Regions from separate parts of the Mus musculus genome. Here all the other regions are linked to region 1. Evidence: chromatin contacts called from public Hi-C, HiChIP or PLAC-seq and promoter capture Hi-C data. All regions are on one chromosome and are shown on one strand. Each heading gives the region's core, a stretch centred on a gene start, on an enhancer-like site or on the middle of the called end of the contact. The rest is flanking DNA. Distances are from core to core; before and after follow the strand shown.

Region 1 (4,986 bases), core at 926-3,425:
GTCTGAGCCACAGACAACATTTCTGAGGGTCAGACTCAGGTTGTCAAGTGTGGTGGCAAGCACTTTTACCCGCTAAGCCATTTCACCTGCCAGCCCTCTATTCTTCATCCTAAAAATCACCAGTCACCCTGCCAGGCCTACGTGCCAACCATAACCTACTCCAGTGGCCTGGCCTGGCCTGGCCAACCCCCTACTCACACAAACGGCTTTTCCCCGGTGTGAATCAGGACATGCCGGCTCAGATGGTAGTCTCTGATGAAGGCCTTGCCACAGCCCTCATAGTCGCAAACAAATGGCCTCTAGCAGAAAGGAAGGGGGGAGAAAAGAAAGTTTTTACATTAAAAAAAAAATGATTTCTGTTGGGGAAGGGGGGCATGTTTGCACCACGGCATACACGTGGAGGTCAGAGGACATCTTCCCAGAGTGACTTCTTTCCTTCTACCCTGTGAGGTCCCTAGGTCGGGCTGCAAGTACCCCTCTCACTGAGCCATCTCCTCAGCTCTGTGCTGTTAAAAGTCTGACTTGTGGCAGGCAACACCTCAGATTTCCCTCCAGAGACGTGTCCATTCAGAAAGGTGCCTGCCAAACACAGGCACTGTAGAACCAAGTTCCACATCAAAAACACCCCATCGTCCCACAAGTCACCGTGGCACACAGGCTATTGTTCTATGGATGTCCAGCATCTGATAGGCAGGTTAGCCTGCTCCTATGGGGTGCAGGCTTCCCCAGCAAACCCCTTTTCAAGGTGGCTTTGAACCCAGATAGCCTGTCTGCCCAGATCTCTGCTACAGCATCATTTTACAGCAAAGAGGCAGAGGAAAGGTTGCATCTCATCGCAGGTGACCTGTGTCCATACTAAGAGATAGCAGGCACAGAGACAGTTAAATGTGTCACAACAGCTGAAAAAGCTCACAGGTGCAAAGGCAACCGAAGGAAACAGCTCCCAGCCCCAAACACAATCTCCAAGTGGGACCCTGGAGGTGGGGAAGGGGATGCTGTCATGAATCCACAGTAAAGCTATATCATATCCTAACATCCAGTTCTGTGTTTCCCAACTATGGAAATAATCTGAAATACAGGAAAGGTGGCATCAAGCCTTCAATCACAGCCAGTGGACAGGAAGACACAAGTGAGCCACACTGCTCAGCACGGCGTCAAAGAACCTTGTTCAGATCCAGTCCCAGGGCAGGACCCGTACTAATCAAATTATTGTCGAGTTTGGAACAATAAACACAACTTCAAAGCCACGTGTGGTGGTGCACACCTTTAATACTAGCACTCTGGAGGCAGAGGCAAGTGGATCTTTGAGTTCGAGGCCAGTCAGGTCTACAGAGTGAGTTCAGAGTGAGTTACACAGAGAAACCCCGTCTCAAAAAAACAATGATAATAATGATGATGGTGATGAACCACAACTTTTAAGTGTCCACTAGAAAGCAAGCTCTGCCTCGGACACAGGGACAAAGAAAGGCCAAAATGTGGGAACAGAATGGTCAAAGAGAAACAGGGATAAAGTTACAAAGTATGTTATGAGGGACAACAGTGGGTTGGTAAGTCTGTCAAGAGATAGACCAGGGTACAACCAAATATAAGAACCAGGGTAAAGGGCCAAGCAGGAAGGCTTTTCCTGACCACCTTTACCCACAGCCTTAGTACCCGACCAAAGCCCGCCTGCAATTAAAAGGGTGCACACTTGTTGCTTGCAGGAAATCCTGACATCCTAGAATTCGGTCTTTGCAGAGCGCCTGCCCTGCCCTGCCCTGCCCTGCCCTGCCCTGCCCTGCCCTGCCCTGCCCCAGCCAAGCCCAGGACGCAGCCCCTGCGCCAGGCCCTGCCGTGCACACGGGCGGCCAGGTTACCTCCCCCGTGTGTTTGCATAGGTGCGCGTCTAGCTTCCAGGCTTTGTTGTAACTGGCGCTGCAGTCGGGAAAGGAGCAGATGAACCTGCTGGGCAGCGCGGGGCGCGGCGGCGCGGGGCCCTCACAGGCCCCGACGAACGCATCCGCGATGGTCAGCGACGACACCGCTTCCGCGACTGACACCCGCGGCTCCAGGGCGACACGATCGGGCCCGGGCTGACGCGGGGCAGCCACGTGCCGTCCCCGGGAACGCGGGACGCAAGCCACTGGCGCCCGGAGACTTTGAACTTCCGGGAACGCGGCCCGCTAAGGCTCCAGGCCCCGCCCCTTAGCCCCCCCCCCACGCGCGCCACGACTGCGCATGCTCCCAGAGGCCGTAGAGCCCGGTTGCACATGCGCATCCAGGACTCGTCCACGGCGAGAGGCAGCCAGGCTCTGGGCTCTGGTTTCGCGGCTTAGGGAAACGGAAGCGCTGCTTAAACGTCCCAAATATCAACCTGACATGACTTAAGGTGGCCTGTTTTTCACATTCCAGTTTTGCCCTCTGCATCCTGCCACTAGCCTCAGGACATGGTGAATCCCAAGCTTGTCTGCTCCTTCGAGTCACGTGGAATTTTTTTTCAAAATTCCGAAGCCCAGAACTTAACCAGGACCAATTAAACCTTAATTTCTGACAGCAATTGTGCTGGTGTTTTGTCAACTTTCCTTTTGTATCACTGAGTCCTCTAGTGTTTGACGCTGTTTTCAGTTGTGGGATTTCCTCTTTCCCTTATCTTGATTTAATCTCCGTAATGGCAGAGACTGGAAAATACCCTATTCGAATCCTCCCTGGCAAAGTGTAGTGCATCAATGAAGGGCAGAACCGATCTTTCTGCTAGTTGGATGACGACAACCATGGGAAATCTTAAAGCTTGTTTGTTTGTTTGTTTGTTTGTTTGGTTTTGGTTTTTCGAGACAGGGTTTCTCTGTATAGCCCTGGCTGACCTGGACTTCACTTTGTAGACCAGGCTGGCCTCGAACTCAGAAATCCGCCTGCCTCTGCCTCCCGAGTGCTGGGATTAAAGGCGTGCGCCACCACACCCAGCTTTTTTTTTTTTTTTTTTTTTTTTTTAATGAATATCTTTACTGAAGAAGGTTAAAATGTACTTTATTCCAGTCAAACTAATCTACAAGAAAAAGGATTGAATGGAGGGCGGTCTCAACACTGTTGACAGGTCATTCTCTGTGCGGCCCTGTTGGGATCTCATGCTCACGGCCCCCTCTGCTCCTTGTAGTCATGCCCCATGCGCATGTGCAGATTGCTGGCCGGCTCTTCCTTCCTTCCAGTCCCTCTTCCCCTTTCTCACTCTCTTGTCTGCTCTACCCCATCAGCGGACACTCTTCTTTCAGCTCCAGTCTTCTGTCTCTCCTTTTCCCTGAAGATGAGCTTCTAGAAGATTCTGAGATCCCACCCCTGTGACCATTGTTTTCCAAGGATTTTGGTCTCAGTCAAGCAGCCTGGACTTCTTCATCTTCTTTTTCTCCTCCTGCTTGATAACCCTGGTTAGACAATATGGGACCCAGCCAGGATTCAGGTTCTTTCCAGACCCTAACATACCAGTTTCGGGAATGGGGAGTGTGTTTGGGGGAGGGGGGCAGATTGTGAGTCATGAACATGGACAGAACTAGCCCAGTAGTGGTAGTGCATGGCTTTAACCCCACACAGGAGGCAGAAACAGGTGGATCTCTGAATTCAAAGCCAGCTTGCTCTTACAGAGTGAGTTCCAGGACATCCAAGGCTACACAGAGAACCCCTATCTCAAAAAAAATAAAACAAACAAAACAAATAAACATAAGCCATAGCTAGAACTGTTGCATCTCTATTCCAGCTAGTGAAGTTCATTTATTAGCCTTCATCCAAAGTGGCTGGAGATCTTTTTCACTCCTGAATGCTGAACCCAACATGGTTTGCAGGGTGGGTGAGAGCTATGATCCCATCAGAACAGGGCTATTCAAGGAGACTTCACTTCATCCTCAACTTCATGAAGAGCATTCTGCTACTCGGGGTTATTCTTCCCACAAACAATTCCAGATTGCATCCTGTCTCTGTTTATTCCATCAAGACCTTCCCATCCGGCTGACGTGTCACCGGGTGGCACGTTGAGAACCCTTAGCCCTCACCACACCACAGCCCACAACTGAGGAAGACGTCCCTTCCAGAAGCTGCTCCTTCCCGCTCTAGCATTGTCTATGATTAGAAAGAATCATAGAGATCGTTTTTTTTTTTAATCCAACGCTTGAGAGGATAAATATGATACTAAAGAAGAAGTGGCCATATAGTGGATGGGAAAGAAAGTTCTGAAATACTAAATGCACACTAAGAGGCCATTGTCATCAACAAAGTCAGGTGTCTGGTCTTGAGGGGGTAACCAGACAACTGGAAAGGAGAGGGCGTAGAAATGCTTAGGTGTAATGGTGACTCAGCTGCCCCGGTGTAAGTCAGAGGCGTGGGCTTCTGCGACCTGACTCTGCACCCTATTTCTGAATTGACCAGAGTTAACTAATTAATTTCTCTGAAATCCATGTTTTCTGCAAATAACAATTATAATGTCTGTGGCCCACAGTTGTAAGAATTGTATGAAATGATGACCTTGTGTGAGCTACTGTGTTTTAATTACTTAGCCCTGTGTAAAGTAGCTCGCATGGCATTTCCATCTTTCTGAGGAAGGTTCCTCCTTGCCTCCAGTGAAATTCTTGGCAATGGACACTTTTGAAGCTTCTGTGTTGGAGAAGTCTCTATGGTAAAGTACTAACCGTGACCTCTGGCCAGCAGCCAGGTAAGACCCCAGGCCCTAAAGCCCTAGAGGATTTTGCCACAGTCAGTCCTTCATTAAAACATTTTAACCCTGGCCTGTTGTGGTTTAACCCTTGTGCTGTTTTTATTCTAATGTTAATTCTGCTTCCTCAAGAAGGGCTGCCCCAACTCAACTAGATCACTACTCAAGTGATTTCACATGAACATTCTCCCCATTTTAACTGGTCATAAAGGCTAGAGCCTGTGATTAGGCAGTGGAAAGAAAAGGTGGGACTAGAGATTTTTGGGGGGTAGGGTAGAAGGAGGAAGAAGAAGATGGAGGAAGAGGAGGTAGAA
Region 2 (4,986 bases), core at 1,272-3,771, 320 kb before region 1:
AACAAACGTTCTGATGTTGACCCAGTTCAGTTCAGTCTGATTACTATCTCATCCTCATAGGTATATATATATCCAAGAAACATTTCTAGAATAAGCTTTTACCACAATTAATGCTAATTTCCTCTTTATTCCCTGTTTCATTAAAACAATGCTAAGCTCAACATGTTAACTTATTTTACTGGTGGCGAGGTCTTTAATTCTGGTTCTCTGGAGGCAGAAGCAGGGGGAGGCAGCCCCGGAGGCGAGCTTGGTTGCCTAGCTAGCTCCAGGTCAGCAACAGCAACGTAAATGAGTCTCAAAAATAATTTTAAGTGAATGTAACAACTCACTAATAGATGCAGACTACAGTTTGAAAGGCTATGGTGCTCTCTTTAAGTTATGGACATATTTTGTTATAGCTTTTATTTATTTGTTATATCATCTTTATGCTTTACGTCTTTATTATTGTTGTGTGTAGAATATGCTTGTCAGAACACGGCAGTGAGCACAGGGAGGTGGGGAACACCTTTAGGGATTTGGTTCTCTCCTTTTATTTTAGGTTCTGTGGATTGAATTAAAGCCCTAAAGCTTGAAAGGGAACGTGTTGGTTTTTTTTTTTTTTCGTTTTGGTACATTTGTTTGTTTGTTTCAAATAGTCATCTTCCTGGGCTTGTATATTATTTTTAATAAAGTTATAATGAACTCTAACTGAGTGTTAATTGTTACTGTGATTTCAATTAGCCCTCTGCCTCTGAGAAGAAGAAATTCTGTTTTGGGAAAGGTCGTGCTTAGCAGGAAAAGACCACAAATGTTGCTGAGGCCAGATCTATCCTGAACCAGAGCCACTCTGAGAAGGGACGGATGGCTCACCAAAGGGCTTGCCCGTGCTTGCTGCAAACCCGCATCTAAAGCAAGCAACAGACCCAAGTCACCGGGAAATCAGCGAAGCCAACCAGTGTTTCCCAGGTCTGGGTCCTTTCTTCCCAGCTCGGTAGAGCGTCTACTGCACTGGACTGTGTGTGGATGCAGGATGGAAGGCTCTCCAGCAAAGCCCAGTGGAAGAGACTGAGGCCGACTTGATTCAGGACAGGGGTGAGAGACAGTTTCCAAAGAGCTGAAAGGTGAATGAGTGTGTTGAGGGCAAGGGATTAATCTTCAGGATGGAATCTGCTCCCCGGGTCTTCCCCCAGGTACTGGGGAGGCACTAGAAGCTGAAGTGAAGTCCCCAGACCACTCTTTGGAAAGCAGTTTGTGTCCTCAGGAACACAAACCTGTGTCCCCAAACCACACAGGCCTTTCCTGGTGTAGGAAAGGAAAGATACCTAACCTTAAAGAGACATCTTAAATGCCAACAACTGGCAGATTCTTCCAACTACTGCCCTCAGCTGCCTACTTTGCCAAGCCCTAATGAAAGACTATAGGGAACCTGTGCTCAGCTAGAGGAAGCCACGGGTGGGAATTAAAGTTAGAATCTGCTGGTGAGATGTTCAGAGTGCTCGATCTGACTTTTCTGGGGCTCAGTAGAACTCACCAGTAGGGATTATGAAGTTCTTTTAAGTCCAATTATTTATAAGCGGTTATTGCCATTAGCATTCATAGTCCTACTATAAGCCCTTCAGCCATTAAGCCCTTTCCAGGGGTTGTGAACCGACGAAGCACACGCAGGTGGGTTCGCTAAACCTTGCAGTCCTTCTGAAGTGGGGCCGGCTGGAGCTCTTTGCAGGTTTCTACAGGGAGAAGAGAGGGGTAGTCTGCCTCGAGTCCTGCTTGCTGATGGTCAGAAAGGATCCGCAAAGGATCCTGGTACCCAGATCTCACAGTCAGGAGGGGTCTCCAAAGTGTTCACCAAACATAGGAAAGGCTTTCTGCTTCCTCTGCTCAGATTTAACTCCCTGGCTTGTTCCTACCCTAGCCCAGAGCAGGAGTGGATAGCCAGAAAGAATCAATCTCCGGGGCTCTGCTTCGTGGTTCCTTGGCAAGGAACCCCCTTTAGGTGGAGGGTCTGTCTTTGGGCAGCCCAATGGCCAGGTCTCAGCGCCCTTTGGTCTTGGCCTTGAGAGGCCTCTGCTGCGGCCTACCTGCTCCAGCTGCTTGGAATTGCTCAGAGGTGGAGGATCTCCCCAGCAAGAGTTTGGGCCTGTTTTAAGTCAGGGTTTTTTGTTTTGTTTTGTTTTTTTTTTTTGTTTTGTTTTTTTTTTTTTTTTTTTGTTTTTTTCCTCGGTGAGAAAATGAACTAGCTAAAGGAGCCTTCCCCCTTCTTTTTCCACCCTTGAATCCTTGGTGAACCTCGTTACCCCCATACTCTCTCGGAGCTTTGCTTGGCTGCTCCTGGGATAGTGTCAGACCAGGCGCCTTAGGACCGGAGGACAACGTTGAGAATTCTCAGGGGATGGCAACTCCAGCGTCTTAACCCTTCGCTCCTGCTCCCGACAGTCAGTCGGAAAGCAAAAGAAAGAGCAGCTATTTGCAGTCCAGGTGTGACCAGAAGTGGCTGTAGACCGGAAGAGATAACATTGTGGAGCGGCGGGCACAGGCCCCCACACGAATTGGCTGCCAGCATCCGGCGGGAAGGGACCTAGGGCTTGCTCCGCTTCGCCTCTGCTGGAAGGAAGGACTTTATCACAAAGCAGGCGCCTAGGGCTAAGGAAAGCCAGGGTGTCTTGCTTCTTTGAGCCGGACAGCAGGGAGGAGGCCCCTTCTTCTGCATATTTGCTTCCTGGGACGCGGCTCCAGAGAGGACCCTTCAAACACGTTGGGTTGGTTCAAAAAGAATTGGCACCCCAGAGACCTCTGCCAACTGCCAGACTCCGAGAGAGTGAACCACCTGCCTTTCAACCCTCCCGGTGAGCACCTCGCGTTGGTACAGCCTCTCCCTGTTCACCCCCACCCCTCATCCTACTCCAGGGCCTACCTGGATGGACGCAATTTTCCTTTCCCTTCTTCCTGTGTTTCTCCTACTCCTACTGCCCCTAGGAGGCCCCGTTTCTCTAATAAGGCCACTAGGATAGAGCCGGGAAGTGAAGGGGCCTAGGGTTTCCAAGGGACTCCATCATCAGAGACATCTTGCATAACTTGCTTGGGGCCCTTGGGGTCCGGGAGTCCAGGTTCCTCTCTGCAGAAAGATCCAGAGAGTTCGGGAGTTCTGAGCCTGGCTAGGCCTCTTCTTTCTCCAGCGTGGGAGTTGGCTCCCAGGGTAAGAAAGGCTCAGGACAAGCGCAAGGAGGGAAGAGTGTTGAATGGAGAACAAGCTGCCAACATGAGTGGACTTACTGGCTTGCATAGACTTTATTCTAAGCCTGCATTATCCTTGCGGGTTTCAGAGGAACTTGTGAGAAAAGGCCCGGGGGAGTTCTTGAAGGCAGTAGCAGCCAAGTCCAGACTAGGGAAAGAGAAAGGGAGAAAGAGCCAGGCTTACCTGCCCACTGGCCTTTCCACGCGTGAGCTTTGGTGGATTTCATCCACGGGAAAGGGAGCTGGACGCGGTTGGGCTCTTCCAGGCCCCCAGGCTCGGTTCCATTCGGGAAAGGTCCGGGAGGTGGATGGGCGAGCCCGAGCTGAGCTGGAAGGTGGTGGTGGAGGTGAGCGCCAGCCGGGTCGTCGGAGGCGAGCGGGGGCACTTCGTATGGGGAGATGTCCGGAGGACTTCCCTGCTCCAGTGATCCCAGCGAGCTTGTAAACTGGGGTGGCGGCGGAGGTGGGGGCTGGCGGCCCATGTACAGGCACGCAGGGGGGTTAGCGCTGAACTCTGGCACCGGGCCCCTCTGGAATGCGCACGGGTCCTTGTAGAGCTGTGTGGCCGCGTAGTACTGCTCCTCACTGTTCATGGTGGCAGCCGGCACTTGGGGGCCAGCAGCCCCGGGTCGGAGCTACAAGCCAGGCCTTAGGCGCTGGGTGGCTCGCGGACTCTCTACGCCACCCCAGATCGCTTTGACAGTTCTCCACTGCTCTCCTGGGGAACCAGAGGCTGGCTGGGGACAAGCCGGCCGCCGTGCCATAGGCTCTGGGGCACCCCACGTGGTTTACCCTGGAGCCATCATTGGCCTGGAGGACTGCCTTAAGAAGGAGGCTTAGGTGCCCGCGAACACCTGCACTTGTTTCAATTTTCTCTCTCAGTCGCCTGATCCCTGCTTGCTGCTGTGGAGCTCTCCAAAACGGGGCGCACAAAAATACCAGAACCTTTACTCTTTACAAAACCGCTCCCAATGAGCTTAAAAAAAAAGTCTACATCTCCTCTTCCCCCTCGCTATGTTTTTTGTTTGTTTTTGGTTTTGTTTTAAGACAGGGGGTGGAGGTCTAATTTTGTAGCCTGGCTGGCCTGCAACTCAAGATGTAGTCCAGGCTGGCTTCAAACTCCTTTTCCTCCCCAGTTCTGGGGTTGCAGGTGTAAGGCACAGCGTCTAACTTTTAATTTTCTTGTATTTTTGTATAATGTATGTAAATATCAGCTCAATAATATGACTTGCAAAACGTTAGGGTGCAACTGTTGAAAAATACAGTTTTTGAGAAATGCTTGCAGAACTCAGCGCTGTAAGCCTGAAGCTGTCGTTTTTTGTTTTATTGCTCAAACTATCCCTTTATTTCGTTTTATTTTTATCTGTATCTGCGTTCCCTATACTTCTAGCCTTCTGACTGTTAGGTCTGGGGGGGGGGGAATCACAGTGGCTTATGTTTTTTCTTAAGTTGAAGTTATTAGATTTAATTTTGGGGATTGGAACTTATTTGATTAACTCAGAACACACTCCCAAATGTGCGGAAGGCACAGAGAAGTGTTGCCTTTGTGGTTGAGCAGTTGGGCAAGGGGTTGGCACCGGGTTTTCAGATCTGTGACCATCCTGGCGTCTTTAGTGGAATTTCTAGTCTCTAGTCGTCCCGTCCCCCCCCCCCCGCACAGAAAACCCATTTTTCATGTTGTTGAAACAGGGCAGGCAGCTGGGCAAGGCTGTGGGGTGCGCAGAAATCGCGATTAAAATGCTGCATATTGAGGATGTCTGTGCCTGGCCTCCATCT
Region 3 (4,986 bases), core at 968-3,467, 300 kb before region 1:
CTCAGCATAATGGAAATCATTAACTCTATTTTTAAAAAGATTTGCTTTTAATTGTGTGTCTGTGTGTGGTTATGTGCACAGGAGTACATTTTCCTTCAGAAGCCAAAAGAAGATGCTAAATTCACCCAGAGTTGGAGGAACAGGTGTGGGTGCTGGGAATTAAATGCAGATCTTCTCTTAGAACCATTGAGCCAGCTCCTTAGTTCTTAAACTTAATTTTCTTAAAAAAAAAAAAAGTTTATTGAGTACATTGCGAGAAAGCACCTGGCTGGCAGTAGCTGGACTCTCTGGATATTGCCTTGACAAATGTTTAAAGGAATTTTAGGATCTAGTATTATTGAAGTCATGTAAAAGTACTTGTTTCTTTCATAACTTGGTACAACTTGTCTGTGGACCAACTTGACAACAGGTTGCTTTCATTTTTTTTTTTAATTTAATTTTATTTTTTGGGTTTTTCGAGACAGGGTTTCTCTGTGTAGCCCTGGCTGTCCTGGAACTCACTTTGTAGACCAGGCCGGCCTTGAACTCAGAAATCTCCCTGCCTCTGCCTCCGGAGTGCTGGGATTAAAGGCGTGCACCACCACGCCCGGTTTAACCAGTAGCTTTCAAATCAGCATTTTTATTCTTATTCTAAAATTTTGTTCAGAAAGATTTTCGTTAAGAAGTTATTTATTTCATGCATGTGAACACTGCCTGCATTTATCTATGTACCACGTGGTATGCCTGATGTGTGTGGAAGCAGGAAGAAGGCCTAAGATCTCTTGGATCTGGGTGTTAAATGGCTCTGAGCTGCCCTTGTGGCTCCTGGGAAGCAAACCTGAGTTCATTAGAAGAGCACTCATCTCTCAGCCCCCGAGAGCGTTTTTAGTAACATGAGGAATAATGTCAGGTGAACATGTGAGAAAGGGGTGAGGTTAAAACTTTAGATTTACAGTTGGGTGTGGTGGCACACACCTTTGATCCCAGCAGAGATGGTGGATCTCTGCGAGTTCAAGGCCACCCTGGAACTACAGAGTGAATTCCAAGACAGCCAGGGCTACATAGTGAGACCCTGTCTCAAAGAAGCAAACAAAGAAACCAAAACAACAAAACAACAACAACAAAAACCCAACCCAAATCAAACAAACATAGATTTAAGAAATGTCAGTGGAGAAATTGAGATAGAAATAATTCCACAATGTTAAAAAGGATTATTTTGTAGCTTCCCAAGGGTTTCTCATTCTCCTCTCTAAGTTTTTTCAGTCCTTCACTAGACAAAACTTCAGAACTAAAAAGCAAAATTCATCATGTTTTCATAGATGGGTCTTAATGTCTAAGCTTGCTCCTAAATATTGACTGGCATTGCTCTCTGGCTACCAAGCCCAAGTGTCTTGTCTTGTCTTGTCTTTTTCTCTTCTCTTCTTTTCTTTTTTTATTAGTTATTTTATTTACATTTCAAATTTTATCCCCTTTCCTCATTTCCCCTCTGAAAACCCCCCTATTCCGTCCCCCCTCCACCTGCTCCCTGCTCATTGGCCCACCCACTCCCCTGTCCTGGGATTCCCCTACACTGGGACATTGAGCCTTCACAAGACCAAGGGCCTCTCCTCTCATTGATGTCCCATAAGGCCATCCTCTACTATATATGCAGCTGGAGCCATGAGTTCTTCCTTGTGTACTCTTTGGTTGGTGATTTAGTCCCTGGGAGCTCTAGGGGTACTGGTTAGTTCATATTGTTGTTTCTCCTATGGGGCTGCAAACCCCTTCAGCTCCTTGGGTACTTTCTCTAGCTCCTTCATTGGGGACCCTGTGCTCCGGCCAATGGATGACTGTGAGCATCCACTTCTGTATTTGTCAGGTACTGGCAGAGTCCCTCAGGAGAGGGCTATATCAGGCTCCTGTCAGCAAGCATTTGTTGGCATCCACAATAGTGTCTGGGTTTGGTGGCTGTATATGGGATGGATCCCCAGGTGGGACAGTTACTGGATGGCCTTTCCTTAGTTTCTGCTCCACACTTTGTCTCTGTGTCTCCTCCCATGGATATTTTGATCCCCCTTCTAAGGACTGAAGTATCCACACTGTGGTCTTCCTTCTTCTTGTGGTCTGTGAATTGTATCTTGGGTATTCATTCCCAAGTGTGATTTCTTAGATATCAAGAATTCTCTCTTCCTGGGAGCTATTTAGAAACTAGTTCATGTAACACTTAATCCCTGTGTACATAGCAGATGACTAATTCATTAATTACACAGGCTTTGGACTTTCCAGGAACACCTAGGGAATTTAGTCATCTAGGTAGCTATGATGTCTTCTTTGCACTAAGGTCAAATCTAAACACTTTTTCCTGTATATGCAAATATTTCTAAATTAACTACTCAGACTTTAATGTTTTGAAAGTCACATAGTTTTCTTACCTACAAAGCTAAGGATTTTCCATATTTAGGTATCTAGACTTTGATATGGTTTTATGGTGTTTTGGTGACAGCTATTTCTCAAGGACAGATTTCAAGTTATGACTATGGAAAGAATTGCTGACACCCAGTGTGGTGGTGCAATATCAGACCTTAGGGGGCTGAGGCAGAAGGACCACAGGTTTGACGCCAGTGTGGGCTTCATAGCAAGATCCAGTTTTAAAACCAAAATCATTGGCTCTACATAACTGGATAAATTATACTCTGGATTTGAGGAAAAGAAGAGGAAAAAGAAGGAGAGGTTGAAGAGGAGGAGGAAGAAGAGGAGGAGGAGGAAGGGGAAAAGTCCAGAGACTTCTGAAGGGCTGGAAAATATTTGTTGTCTTGTTTTTGTTTGTTGGGTTGGTTTTTGTTTTTTTGTTTTTGTTTGTTTGGTTTTTTGAGACAGGGTTTCTCTGTATAGCCCTGACTGCCCTGGAACTCATTCTGTAGACATGGCTGGCCTCGAACTCAGAAATCCGCCTGCCTCTGCCTCCCAAGTGCTGGGATTAAAGGTGTGTGCCGCCACTGCACTGTAAGGAAAATTTTCTTTCAACTCAGAAGCAAAACATAGAGCCACCTCCTCTCGTTCTCTGGTATTACACAAACAGTTCACCTAGCGCTTTCTAGACTCCAGTTGAGTCAAGTCTTCAGGTAGGAGGTGGAGAAGAACGCGAGCTGTATAGATCATCCTGCCAAGAGCTAACTTTCTGTCTATGGAGCAGACAGGCATTGCCATGGTTACCTGATGCCTGGCTCCAGAGGAGCACCTGGGAATCACATGCAATGTTTATCTGTCACCCTGGCCCTGGTGGCCCCATGAGCCCTGGGAATCCAGAACCCACACAGGTAGACAGGTTAGAAAGTTAAACAAACTGGCCTCAATATCAAAACATAAACCCCCTAGACATCTCAAAGGTGTATGAATTTGTCTCACCAATCAACTGTTGGGGAAAATTTCATTTATATGTGTTGACTATCCTCAGGCCAATGAGAAATAGCATATCAAATTTTGTATTTCTTTTTTTTTAATAATTTATTTTTATTTTATGTGCCTTGGTGTCTTGCATGCATGGATGTCCGTGTGAGAGTGTCACATGTGCTGGAACTAGCATTACAGGCAGGTGTGAGCCGCCATGTGGGTACTGGGAATTGAACCTGGGTCCTCTGGAAGAGTGCCAGTCCTCTTAACCATTGAGCCACCCCTGCAACACCCACAATTTTGTATTTCAACTGAAGCCTCATAGTTAGGATTCCAAAGACTCACAGTACAAAGCCACGTTACTGATGGTTATGGGTGAGCATTCCCAATGTCTCTGCTCTTTCTTTTTGCATGTTTGTGTGTTTGTTTGTTTTTGTTTGTTTGAGATAGGGTCTCACTGTGTAGCCCTGGCTGGTCTGGAACTCAACACACCACGTCTACTTCTACCTCCTAAGCACTGGGATTAAAGGTGTCCACTATCATACCTGGCTCAGTTTCTACTTTGTCTTGCTCTTGACCAGTTTAAGAGGCTTCTGATGTCCGTGTCATGAAATCCAGGTCAACCAGTCTCACACAGCGAGACTCAGGAGATTCCAGCCAAAGAGCTGAGTACCTGGGAGTTATGAACAGGGACGGCTACACTTTGGATCTCCACGCCACCGCCATTTTGTCCCATCCTTCCCACATGTTGGTAATAACTTATCGAAGTTGTTAAGAGAATTTTGGGTGCCTTGAACATCTTCCCTCCAGACTACACACATCAGACGTCTCTCCCTTTGAGGGTTTTTGAAAGATCTAATGTCCAAGGGGAAACTTGGAGTAGTGTCTACCTCCTGCTCAGTGTCTCAGCCACTCTCTCCATTCTGCTGGAGCGAAGACTCCAGGAATCTGGGCACATCCTTCCCCTTGCTGGTACACCGTATTCTGAGGCATATCCCTGTTGATGGGCACTGACTGGTGCAACTCATTTTAATCACATGCAGTATTCTTGTGAGACTACTTTATTCATTTTCTCCATGCTAAGCATTTGGCCTTACTGTCGTTATTGAACCATTTACTGCTCCAGGATGTTCCTCCCCATTCTGTGGATACTCCCTAATTTCCCCTATGATCTAGGCTGAGAGGTGCTAAGACGGAGCCAGCTTCCATTGTACCTGTTTGTCTAGAGTTCCTGGAACTGGGAGAATTGCTTAATGTTTCCTGCATCTTAGTTAACACATCTTGTATCCCAACAGACCCTTGGTCATTCCTCTCAGCCCATTTCAAGGCAAACTGCCCTTCCCTTGCAGCATTTACAGTTCTGATAAGAAGTGTGTGGAAATTCTTGGTAGATAATGTATCTTTCTCTCTTCTTCTTAACAGGCTTTCTAGGATCGTGTCTTCGATGCTTTCAGATGCCTCTGGGGATGGAATGTCTTAGTTTTTTTTTTTTTTTGGCTTAGCACTTAGTGTACATGAGACTATGTCTCTTCAGTTTTGAAAATCATGTCTTGACCACCTGATTCTTCGGCCTCTGTCTCTGAAGTTCCAGGATTACAGGCTGCGTGACCATAGCTGGCTGCATAATTTTTTTTCTTT
Region 4 (4,986 bases), core at 1,666-4,165, 290 kb after region 1:
CCTTGTGACCAACTCACATACAAAGGCCACCTTTCCAAATTGTCAGGCCTGAGGGGACATAGGTCTTCCACCTGGGATTTAAGTCTCCCTGACAGATTAATCTCAGGGGGAGAGGGTGTTCCAGGCCGAGGTTACCAGTGGTGTATGAGTGGAAAGGTCTAAATCATCGTTGCTGTTGGGAATTCCATGGCAGGTTCTAGGAACTTGACTGTCCTCTCCTGGGAGTGCTGCGCTGCAGAGAGCCCCTGCTTCCCAGAGAAAATGAGAACAGCAGAGATCTTATGGGATCAGTTTCTCCCCTGTGGTTGCTTTTCTGTTGCTGTGATAAACCATCATGACCAGTCAAATCATGGCAGAAAGACTTTATCTTGGCTTACGTTCCAGAGGGATAGGAATCTATCATGGTGGGGAATTAGGGTGGCATATGGCTGGCATGGTGATGGGAACAGGAAGCTGAGAGCGAGGGTGAGAACTAGAAGGAATATGGCCTTTCCATCTCAAAACCCCACTCCTCAGTGATGTGTTTCCTCCAGGAAGGCTGCCCCACCTAAACCTCCCGAAGCAGCACCATCAACTTGGAACCAAGTGTTCAAATGCCAGGAACCTGAGAGGACATTTCCCACTCAAACCGTGATGGTTACCATCCTATTGGAGAAACCTGTCAGGTAAAGTCTGATGCTAGACCCCCTCTGAGATGGTACATTTTTAGACCTCAAACTTGATTGTCTTAGAAAAGGATGTTAATTTTCCTTATGTATATGTGCATGCACATGTGTGTACAGGTGCGTGTGCATGTGTGTGCACCTGTGTGCACATGCACGTGGAGGTTGAGGACAATCTTGCGTGTCATCCTTAGAAGTACTATCAATCTTATTTGAGACAGGGTCTTTAATTATCCTGGAACTTATTATTTAGCCTAAAACTGCTGCTACCAGGGAGTCCTCAGGATCTTCATGCAAGCACCTCACCAATTGAGCCTTCAGCCACTGCAATTTGGCCTGCAGCCGTGTCTATGGTATTTTATTTATTGCTAACTTATTGGCTAGTGTGGTAGTTTGAATATGTTTGCCCCAGGGAATAGCACTATTAGGGGGTGTGGTCTTGTTGGAGTAGGTGTGGCCTTATTGGAGGAATTGTGTCATTTTGGGGGTTGGCTTTGAGACTCTCTTCTTAGAAGACTGCCTGGAAGCCAGCCTTCTCATGTTTGCTTTCAGAACAAGATGTAGAACTCTCAGCTCCTCCTGCACTATGCCTGCCTGGTTGCTGCCATGCGTAATGGACTGAACCTCTGAACCTGTAAGCCAGCCCCAATTAAATGCTGTCCTTATAAGAGTTCTCTTGGTCATGGTGTTTATTCTTAGCAATGGAAATCCTAACTAAGACAGTAAGGGACTAGCCTACTGTGGGCCTAACTCCTGCGCAGGTGGTCCTGGATTAGACAAGAAGCAGGCTGAACAAGACAAAGCAAACAGGCCAGTAAACAGAGATCCTTCGTGGCTTCTGCTTCAGTTCCTGGCTCCCTCAGTGATGAATTGTAGCCTGTAAGCCAATTACACCCTTTCCTCCCCATATTTGATCAATATTCTATCACAGCAACAGAAAAACAAACCAGGGTAAACCCAGTGTCTTGGGGGCCGTTGTCACTCGAAAGGGCGGATATGGTGCTTTTTGTCCAGGTATGCTTTGCAGGATTGCTTTTTTTCTGTTACTCACTGTAGCAGTAATAGTTAATCTGCTCTAACTCCCTGCTGGGGGCTGCGTGTGTGCTTCTCGGTACCACCTCAATATTGTAGATTCTTGAATGAAACACACACACGCACACACACACACACACACACACACACACACACACACAGCCTTATTTTTAATATGCCTGTCTTAGTTAGGGTTTTACTGCTGTGACAAGGCAACTCTTATAATGACAACATTTAATTGGGGCTGGCTTACAGGTTCGGAGGTTCAGTCCATTATCATCAAGGCAGGAACATGGCAGCATCCAGGCAGGTATGGTGCAGGAGGAGCTGAGAGTTCAACATCTTCATCTGAAGGCTGCTAGCTGAATACTGACTTCCAGGCAAATAGGGTGAGGGTCTTAAAGCCCACACCCACAGTGACACATCTACTCTAGCAAAGTCACACTTCCTTACTCCCTGGGACACGTGTATACAAACCGCCACAATGCCCTAAAAAGCTCAATGCTGCTGGGCCCCTCCCAAACTTCCACATTGCTGATGCCTTCCCTCTGAAACTCCTGAGTTACTACTTACTAAAGAACTATATCCCATCTTTGCTACCCCAAACGGGAGAGGGTCCCCTGGGTCTGCTCTTCCCTGGCTCTTCCATGACTGTGTGCTTTCTCTCCTGCAGCTCCCAAGCCTGATCCTCCTGCTTCCCTGTGGCGCTTGTAAATATCCCCTCTTCTTCCCTGGGTTCCCTTGCCTGGAAAATCTAAAGTCCCGCCTCTGTCTCCCTGCCCAGCCATTGGCCACCGGCAACTTTATCTACCAACTAGAGCCAACTAGGGCCAGGGATCCATGGCATCTTACATGCAGACGTGTGAATTCCCGTGTAATTTGGGAACCCAGTTAACATAATATAAGCAATACACAGAATCCACAACAACCCATCCTCCTGTGGATGTGTTTCCAGTACTACAGAGGCTCTGCTGGGACCCTTGCTCCTCAACCTGGTGTAGATTTCCAGGAATCTCATGGCTCAGCCTCCTCTCTCCCCTCTCTACTGTTTGCTGGGCTGCTAGCAATACCGTTCCGTGTACTACGGTTTCTCCCTCCTTCTCAAGCACTGTGATAGCTGGCACACAGGGTTCTTAAGCAGTAGCGTGCTATTTCAGTGTCTCAGGCCAGTGGGGAAGAAGAGACTAAACAGAGATCTGGAAGAGGAAGCTGCTTGCTTCCCCCACACCCCCCACTTCCTTCCTGCCCTGTTTCTGAAGCTGAAAACCACAGGGGCCATTTGTGCAGCTCTGAATCATGTCTTCCTGGGAAGCCTGGCAAGGTGGTAGGTTGAAAGTGGTTCTTGGAGACCCAAGATCGGGTGGGAGAGAAGGAGGTTGGGTTGGCGCATCCCCAGATTTGGGTTCTGTGACCCATTTCCTCTTGTCTAGAACCTTCTCCGCAGCTATAAAGGCCATTCCCTGCTGTGCACCTTGTGCTGAGGCAGCTGGAGGTTCACGGTGCTGTCTGAAGTGCTGTACACGGGCCCCTGGACTCTGGGTTAATGAAAGCCAGTGTCAACCTTATCCATTGGTGCTGTGGTTTGAATATGAGATGCCCCTAGAGGCTCATCTGTTTGGATACTTGGTCCCCAGTTGGTAGCACTGGTCTCCCAATAGCACTATTATCTGGTGTGGTGGGAGTTTTAGAAGGTGGAGTCTCACTTCAGAAAGTGGGTCCCTGGGTGTATCCCTTGAGGATTTATCCCTCTGCCTTCTGAACTTTGGGGATGTGAGGAGCTGTCCTGCTACCACAGAGCTGCGTGCTGCTGTGCCTTCTCTGCCTGGTGGATAGCATCCCCTCCAACAATGAACCCCTGAGTTGTCTTTTGCCAGACATTTGGTCACAGCAAAGGGAAAATATCGAATATAATTAGTGTATGAGTGAATCCCAGGCTGGAGAGAGACTTGGGTGCTGAGAAGAGTAAACTGAAGAACCGTCTTTAGAAGTGGGGTCTAGTGGGCTGGAGAGATGGCTCAGCGGTTAAGAGCACTGACTGCTCTTCCAGAGGTCCTGAGTTCAATTCCCAGCAACCACATGGTGGCTCACAACCATCTGTAGTGGAATCTGATGCCCTCCCTTCTGGTGTGTCTGAAAACAGCTACAGTGTACTCATATACATAACATAAATAATTAAAAAAAAGGGAAGTGAGGTCTAGAGTTTAGATGACTGCTCCTAAGAAATTATGTCAGGGCTCTATCTGAGTGGTCACAGTGGTCCCTGAGGGCATATGTATATGTATATGTATGTGTATGTGTATGTGTATGTGTATGTGTATGTGTATGTGTATGTGTATGTGTATGTGTATATGTGTATATGTATATCTCTCCATTCTGGTCCTGTGGACTCTTGAAGTCTTTATATACTTATTGGGTCACATTGTGGCATCTTAGCCACAAGGGGAAACCTCTCAAATGTAAAACGTTGACTATGTCTGTGGCTGGTGGATATGTTTCCTGCCATTTAATAAACTTAGCCTACTAAGCAAAATAGTCCCCGGTAGTGCATGAGACCATGCCCATATCTGCTGACCATGTTGGAGATGTTAAAGATAGCAGCAGAAGAGCTCAGACCATTCTAAAAGCCAGTTCGCATGCGCCAGCTCAGATCCTCAATCGCACAAGCCTCTAATACTTAGCCTGCAGCTGAGCACAGAGCTCTCCGCCCGCATTCTGTCTCTATGGGTACAAACCAGGACTGAGAGAGACCCTCCCGGCGTTAAAAAGATTGCCTTGGAACGGCTTCGAAGGAGCTCCCAGGTAGTAAATAAGGTCTTTCATCACAGATAATGACTAATGAGAGTTATTTAGAGCCAACATTTTGGCAATTCTTCACCTGTCAGACGAAAAGGGCACAGAAAATAAGCGTTTTTAAAATAGCAGAGTCTCACACAGCATGACAAGGTGGCTCGGAGCCCGAGAGCAGCGCTGTCTGGCAGCAGGGCCACAGGATGAACTGCGCCCCGCTCAGGGTCCTCCCCAGGCTGCTTTGGCCAGGAGCCTCTTCTCTTAGGTCTGAAGGACCAGGAGCGGCTTCTCCCTGGAATGCAACCTTGAGACAAGATCTTCTTCCCTAACTTCTCATTAAGCCTCAGCTTACCCAGTATCTCCATTCAGTGCCTCAGTACCACAGGGTAACCGCATTTTCCCTCTGCACGGGCGTTTGAGAGGAAAGCCACAGAAATCCATAGCACTAGAGACATGCAAGTCAAAACTACAAGGGGACTCCAGCTCGTCCCAGTGAGGATGCTGG
Region 5 (4,986 bases), core at 1,097-3,596, 270 kb after region 1:
CTATTAGATCTTTACTACTCTCTAAACTCTCCAATAAAGCAAGCGCTTTATTCCTTTCAAATAATATTCCGCCCATTGCTTCCTAAAGATTAACAATTGAAAGAGGTGTCAGCAGGCCTCACTCTTTAAATTAAGTATAATAGGCCTTTTATAGCACAGCATAAAGATATCAAAGGGGAAAAGCTGTAATCGAGAAAGGACCGCTAGGTCTCTCTTTATCTGTCACCATAGCTTCAGCCTGACATTTGCGAGCCAAGCACAAAAAAAAAAAAAAAAAAAAAAAAAAAAAGACCAGCAGACCCCAGGAAGCTGGAAACGTCTAGATTAGCTGTAGAGCTAATTGCAGGCAGGCACAGTAAAGCTATGATTTAATTAACTAATGGTGTTGTAAGCAGAAGGTGTGTGGGCCATTCTTCCCTGTGCTTTGTTTGAGCAGAAGCCTGGATATGCCCTAGACAGGCAAGGAGCATTTGCCTTGGTGTCCCCCTGCCCCTGGCTGTACTTCTGTCTGGGATGTTTCTATAGAGTGAGCAGTTTATCAGTTAATTTCTTTTATATGTATGGGTGTTTAACCTATATGTATGTCTCTGAGCTATTTGTGTGCCTGGTATCTGAGGAGACCAGACGAGGCCGTCAGATCCCCTGGAACTAGAGTTGTAGACAGTTGTGAGCTGCTGTGTGGGTGCCAGGACTCGAACCCGGGTCCTTTGGAATTGCAGCTGGCGCTCTAACCACTGTGCAATCTCACCAGTTCCTTCATTTGAGTAGTTCCAACTGAGTCTGTAAACACCTCCTCTTTGGTTGTTTGCTCTACTGCCCATGCGTGTTTTAAGAATGTAGATGTCTGGCTGGAGAGATGGCTCAGCAGTTAAGAGCACTGACTGCTCTCCTAGAGGTCCTGAGTTCAATTCCCAGCAACCACATGGTGGCTCACAACCATCTGTAATGGGATCCGATGCCCTCTTGTGACATCTCTGTAGAGAGCAACAGTGTACTGATACATAAAAAAAATTAAATAAATCCTTAAAAACACCACCACCACCACCAACAACAACAGAATGTAGATGCCGGTCCGCTGTGCAATCACATGTATGAGACATGCAATGCTGGTCTCGCATGGACTTCTCACTCTGCTACTGAAGGACTTGCGTCCCCATCCGTTCTGTCCGTATTTGCATGCCAGCTGGGCTGTCAACTCGACTCCTGGCAAAGGGGGCGTTCTGGGTCAGGAGTCTGTTGCCAGCTCTGAATTCTTTCCAAGGAAGGTTAAAATCCCTCTAGGGTATAATGCAGTCCCCCAAAGCCCTCTTAGCTTCTTTGGGGGCCCAAGGAGGACAAAGAATCTGGGGGAAGGGTGAAATCAGTGGATGGTTCTGGGGCTTAGGAATGGGGGTGGGGTGGGGTGGGTGGGGTGGAGTGGGGGCCTGAACCCATTCAGCCCCTGAGGGCAGTAGGTGACAGGGTTGTAGAAGGTCACTGCTATTAGAGAGGACTCTGGGAATGTCAAGCTGCTGCAATCACCCTCAGGAGGTCACTGCTGAGTTTGAGTCAGACTCTGTGGGATGAGAGGGTCCCTTTTAAGAGCCACTATTTAAATTTAAATTTTACTCTATGTCTTACCCAGAGCCACAGGATCTCAACCATGTGGACCCATGAAAGGAAACCACTTCTTTCTAACATAATAAAATACTGCTTTAACTGAGATACCATAAAACAGGACCACGTTGGCCGTCATCATGCATGCGGTTCGGCGGCATTGAGTCCCTTCTAGTCCTTGCGCAACCCCCACCATCTGCCTCCACGGCTTTTCATCATGCAGAACCGAAACTGGAGCAGATTTCATTAAACATTAACTTCCTCCACCCACCGCGGCCAGCTCCTGGCAGCCAACACCCCAGTCTTCCTTTCTAAGTCTGACCTCATGTATGTAACATCATACAGGAATTCTCTTCTCGGGTCTGGCTTATTTCATCAAGTCATTCAGAGTAGCCAAGTGTCCCCTGGCTTTAGCCACTCCGTCACATGTGCCAGGTTTTATTCCTTTTCAGTCTGAGTACTATTCCATTGGGTGCCGAGGCCGCGGTCTCCTCATGCTGGGGGACACATGGCTACTCTGAATGACTTGATGATGAACACAGGTGAACCAGAGACCTACTTGCAAGGAATACCTTCCAGGACCACCCTCTCCAGCTCCCCCCCCCCCCAGCCCCACTCTCCCAAGGATTTCTGAAACGGCAGGGTTCTTGGACACTATCCAAGATAGAGATGCTCTGTACAAGGACAGTCAATCGGATAACTGAGTTAGCTCCTAGGTAACTAGAAAACAGGTAGCATGTACCGTGTGGATACACTACACAAAAGCATGACCAACCCCGGGCTGGGAGGAGCGGAATGACAAAGGCCACTGTGCCACTTCTTGGAATGAGGCACTGTTTAGAACTTGTGAAATGCTCATTTCTGGATTTTTTTTTTTCCATTTAGTTTTCAACCCAACCACAGGCAGGTTGAAACTGTAGAAAGAGAATTATGGGTAAGAGCTTCCTCCAACTGCAAAGGAACTAGATGACTTTAAAGATTCCCCCAAGAGGTCCCAGCAAGTTGAGAATGGCTGAAGTTAATTGCTTTTGAGCACATATTATGCACCACTGACTACCTGATGGGCGTTTGCTCTGTGGCTCCTCACAGCTCGTGAAGTGGGACCCACCGCCATTCTTGGATTCAGAAATCAGACACAAGAGAGAGCCTCTGGAGCCACGGTCCAATTGTAGGTGGAGCTCAGGCCTCTGTCCCCAGCGCTATGCTATTCTGTCCGCCTCTCGCCATGGCTCCTGGCAGCACTTCCACTTCAAGGGAAAGGCCCTTGAAACACAGCTTAGAGACATCAGAATGCAATCTTCAATTTCACCCTGGAAAGAATTTTTTTTTTCCTGCACACCAAATATTTAGTAAGGAGGTTTAATAAATAAAGGTTGTTTATTTTATGTGATCATAGTTATTTTTATTTTAACTTGCAGCTTCATGGTTATTTTATAATAAGTTATCAGCCTGTGTGTTTCCTGAGGTTCAGTAATGCGGAAGCTGTTTCGTGGGACTAAGGCCGTGTGTTACCCGCGACAATACTGCCATCCTGTGGCGGGATGGAACACTGCAGCTTTGTTAACTATCCAATCCTGCAAGGGCAGGTGAAGAAAAGGTCAGGGTTGTATTCAAACGGGGATGGGGGTGGGGGTGGGGGTTGGGGTGGAGGGTGGGGGTGGGTGCCCTCTCCTGCTTGAGGCCACAGTCAGACCATGTCCTCAGTTTGTCAGAGTCCAGGACACACACAGTTCCTGTTCCCTTTGACTCTCGGAGACTCCTGCTCAGACGGGAGTTGTGGCGGGAGACTCAGGGCGCTGGTGGGAGGGTAATGGCAACCCCACCTGCAACCACAGGGACCAAGAATCCAAACGTGGTGTGCATCTCACCCTGTCCTTACTTTTAAGAGGTTTCTATTAACCAGAATTTTCCTTCCTTTCCTCTCTCATCATCCCCCCACGTCGCCTTCTCCCCTCCCAAAAAGGTTGGGGGAGTGTGTGTGGGCGGGGATGCATTGGGAAGTGACCAGATCAGACCTAATTGCCAGCAAACAAGCTCAGGTATATAGGAGCAGCTCTTGGGCAACGCCGAGGACAGAGAAGTCAGGTGGGGAACCCTGGATGTGTCAGGAATGAGCTGGCTTTTCGCCATATAAGGTCCTGGTTCAAGTGCTTGGTAGTTGTTCAACTCGGGGCTGGCGCCGTCCGGAACTCAGTTTTGGTGCCATCTGGGTAAGGGGGGGCTTGACAATTCGGGCAGGGCTGTAGAGAGGGGCTTTCTGGCCCACACCATGCTGGTCTTTGGTGATGGCTCGTGTTTGCTGTCAGTAAACCATGCATTATGGGCACCAGGAGGAGGGTGTTTGAATTAATTTAAATGTATGACTGTTTTGCCCGAACATATGTATGGGAACCATATGTATGTCTTGTGCCTGCAGAGGCCAGAACGACCATTGAATCCCCTAGAACTGGAGTTACAGATGGTTGTGAGCTGTCATGTGGGTGCCAGGAATTGAACTTGGGTCCTCTGCAGGAGAAACCAGTGCTCTTAACCACGGAGCCATCTCTGCAGCCCTGTGTAAATGTTCTAAAAGATGAGATCTTTTAGGTCACAGTAGTTACTGTCGGCTGGGCCAAGGTGACCTGGATATGTCTAGCTTGGATTCTGTGGAGGTCATGAACTCAGGGCAACTAGCTACACAGCCAGTGTTCTGTGACTGTGTCCCTCTACACAGCCTCTTTCCTTCCCTAGCACGCTGGGCAATCACACAAACATTCAATCTCCCTCTACCCGCTTTCTATTTTTCTTCTCCAGAGTCTTACTATGTAGCCTTGGCTGGTTTGGAAATTGCTATGGAAATCAGGCTGGCTTCAAACTCAGAGATCTGCTTACCTCTGCCTCCTGAGTGTTGAAGTGGTCTCTCTCTCTCTCTCTCTCTCTCTCTCTCTCTCTCTCTCTCTCTCTCTCTCTCTCTCTCTCTCTTATCGAGATAGGGTTTCTCTGTATAGCCCCGGCTGTCCTGGAACTCATTCTGTAGACCAGGCTGGCCTCAAACTCAGAAATCTGCCAGCCTCTGCCTCCCAAGTGCTGGGATTAAAGGCGTGCGCCACCACTGCCTGGCTCCTCTTCTCGTAAAGCCCTTCCCTTGGATGATTTCTCTGGCTGACTTCCCTTGCTTCTGCTTAGGTTCATTGCTCTGTGCTTCTTCCTGGATCATGTCAGGTTCCCTAATGGCCTCCCATGCAGAGGAGTCATCGGGACCAGAAGACTGTAAATGAAATGGGCACCAGAGTTCGAAACCTTTAAAAACCAGACACCCCCAGGGCTGGGGAGATGGCTCAGCGCTTAAGAGTATTTGCTGCTCTTGCAGAAGACCCCGGTTTGGTTCCCAGCACCTACTGCAGGTGACTC

What was found. Promoter capture Hi-C pulls out the DNA fragments that hold promoters and counts their contacts. A called contact is a pair of places that touch in the nucleus more often than the background predicts. HiChIP or PLAC-seq counts read pairs in DNA pulled down with a chosen protein or histone mark. Capture Hi-C pulls out chosen DNA fragments and counts their contacts.
Region 2: a contact with region 1 is called in a promoter capture Hi-C map of pancreatic islet. The contact joins the promoter of Plut here to the promoter of Gtf3a in region 1. A contact is called at or near these places in 17 of 39 promoter capture datasets (3T3-L1-derived adipocytes, the C10 cell line, the HPC-7 cell line and 11 more), 3 of 484 Hi-C or Micro-C datasets (bone marrow-derived macrophages, embryonic stem cells and nephron progenitors), 16 of 115 datasets of contacts at active chromatin or transcription factors (T-cell acute lymphoblastic leukemia, acute myeloid leukemia, craniofacial prominence and 11 more) and 3 of 9 other capture datasets (adipose tissue, embryonic stem cells and pancreatic islet).
Region 3: a contact with region 1 is called in an HNF4G HiChIP or PLAC-seq map of pancreatic cancer cells. The contact joins the enhancer-like site here to the promoter of Gtf3a in region 1. A contact is called at or near these places in 15 of 39 promoter capture datasets (the 3T3-L1 cell line, the C10 cell line, HPC-7-derived erythroid cells and 12 more), 1 of 15 datasets of contacts at CTCF or cohesin (large pre-B cells), 22 of 484 Hi-C or Micro-C datasets (B cells, the C3H10T1/2 cell line, the HPC-7 cell line and 16 more), 27 of 115 datasets of contacts at active chromatin or transcription factors (the 230-238 cell line, the SCID.adh cell line, T-cell acute lymphoblastic leukemia and 21 more) and 3 of 9 other capture datasets (adipose tissue, liver and pancreatic islet).
Region 4: a contact with region 1 is called in a promoter capture Hi-C map of pre-B cells, with 4 times the contacts expected there. The contact joins the enhancer-like site here to the promoter of Gtf3a in region 1. A contact is called at or near these places in 4 of 39 promoter capture datasets (the 3T3-L1 cell line, the C10 cell line, hematopoietic stem and progenitor cells and 1 more), 1 of 484 Hi-C or Micro-C datasets (B cells) and 1 of 115 datasets of contacts at active chromatin or transcription factors (the 230-238 cell line).
Region 5: a Hi-C map of B cells shows a contact between it and region 1, with 32 read pairs. The contact joins the enhancer-like site here to the promoter of Gtf3a in region 1. A contact is called at or near these places in 15 of 39 promoter capture datasets (the 3T3-L1 cell line, 3T3-L1-derived adipocytes, the C10 cell line and 10 more), 2 of 15 datasets of contacts at CTCF or cohesin (embryonic stem cells and pro-B cells), 7 of 484 Hi-C or Micro-C datasets (B cells, the HPC-7 cell line, the N1E-115 cell line and 3 more), 17 of 115 datasets of contacts at active chromatin or transcription factors (the 230-238 cell line, acute myeloid leukemia, bone marrow-derived dendritic cells and 11 more) and 5 of 9 other capture datasets (adipose tissue, embryonic stem cells, liver and 2 more).

Annotation. Positions count from the first base shown.
Region 1 is chr5:146,945,846-146,950,831 of GRCm38.p6, reverse strand. It overlaps Gtf3a (general transcription factor III A), which reads right to left and starts at 2,175. Exons shown (of 9, transcript NM_025652.3): 1 at 1,857-2,175; 2 at 199-299. The coding sequence starts at 2,051.
Region 2 is chr5:147,269,056-147,274,041 of GRCm38.p6, reverse strand. It overlaps Plut (PDX1 associated lncRNA, upregulator of transcription), which reads left to right and starts at 2,521. Exons shown (of 6, transcript NR_038157.1): 1 at 2,521-2,822. It overlaps Pdx1 (pancreatic and duodenal homeobox 1), which reads right to left and starts at 3,945. Exons shown (of 2, transcript NM_008814.4): 1 at 3,395-3,945. The coding sequence starts at 3,803.
Region 3 is chr5:147,244,597-147,249,582 of GRCm38.p6, reverse strand. The region is part of intron 1 of Plut (PDX1 associated lncRNA, upregulator of transcription); the gene reads left to right. Among named protein-coding and RNA genes, the nearest start is that of Gm38750, 8.5 kb to the right of the region's middle. Within about 2 kb of position 2,217, at least 7 of the 459 cell types and tissues checked have an H3K27ac peak or open chromatin away from gene starts, as enhancers often do. A contact at or near this core is called in pancreatic cancer cells, where this site is marked.
Region 4 is chr5:146,653,555-146,658,540 of GRCm38.p6, reverse strand. No RefSeq gene overlaps it. Among named protein-coding and RNA genes, the nearest start is that of Gm34700, 44 kb to the left of the region's middle. Within about 2 kb of position 2,915, at least 80 of the 459 cell types and tissues checked have an H3K27ac peak or open chromatin away from gene starts, as enhancers often do. A contact at or near this core is called in the 230-238 cell line, B cells and pre-B cells, where this site is marked.
Region 5 is chr5:146,673,526-146,678,511 of GRCm38.p6, reverse strand. No RefSeq gene overlaps it. Among named protein-coding and RNA genes, the nearest start is that of Gm34700, 24 kb to the left of the region's middle. Within about 2 kb of position 2,346, at least 117 of the 459 cell types and tissues checked have an H3K27ac peak or open chromatin away from gene starts, as enhancers often do. A contact at or near this core is called in B cells, the HPC-7 cell line, the N1E-115 cell line and 11 more, where this site is marked.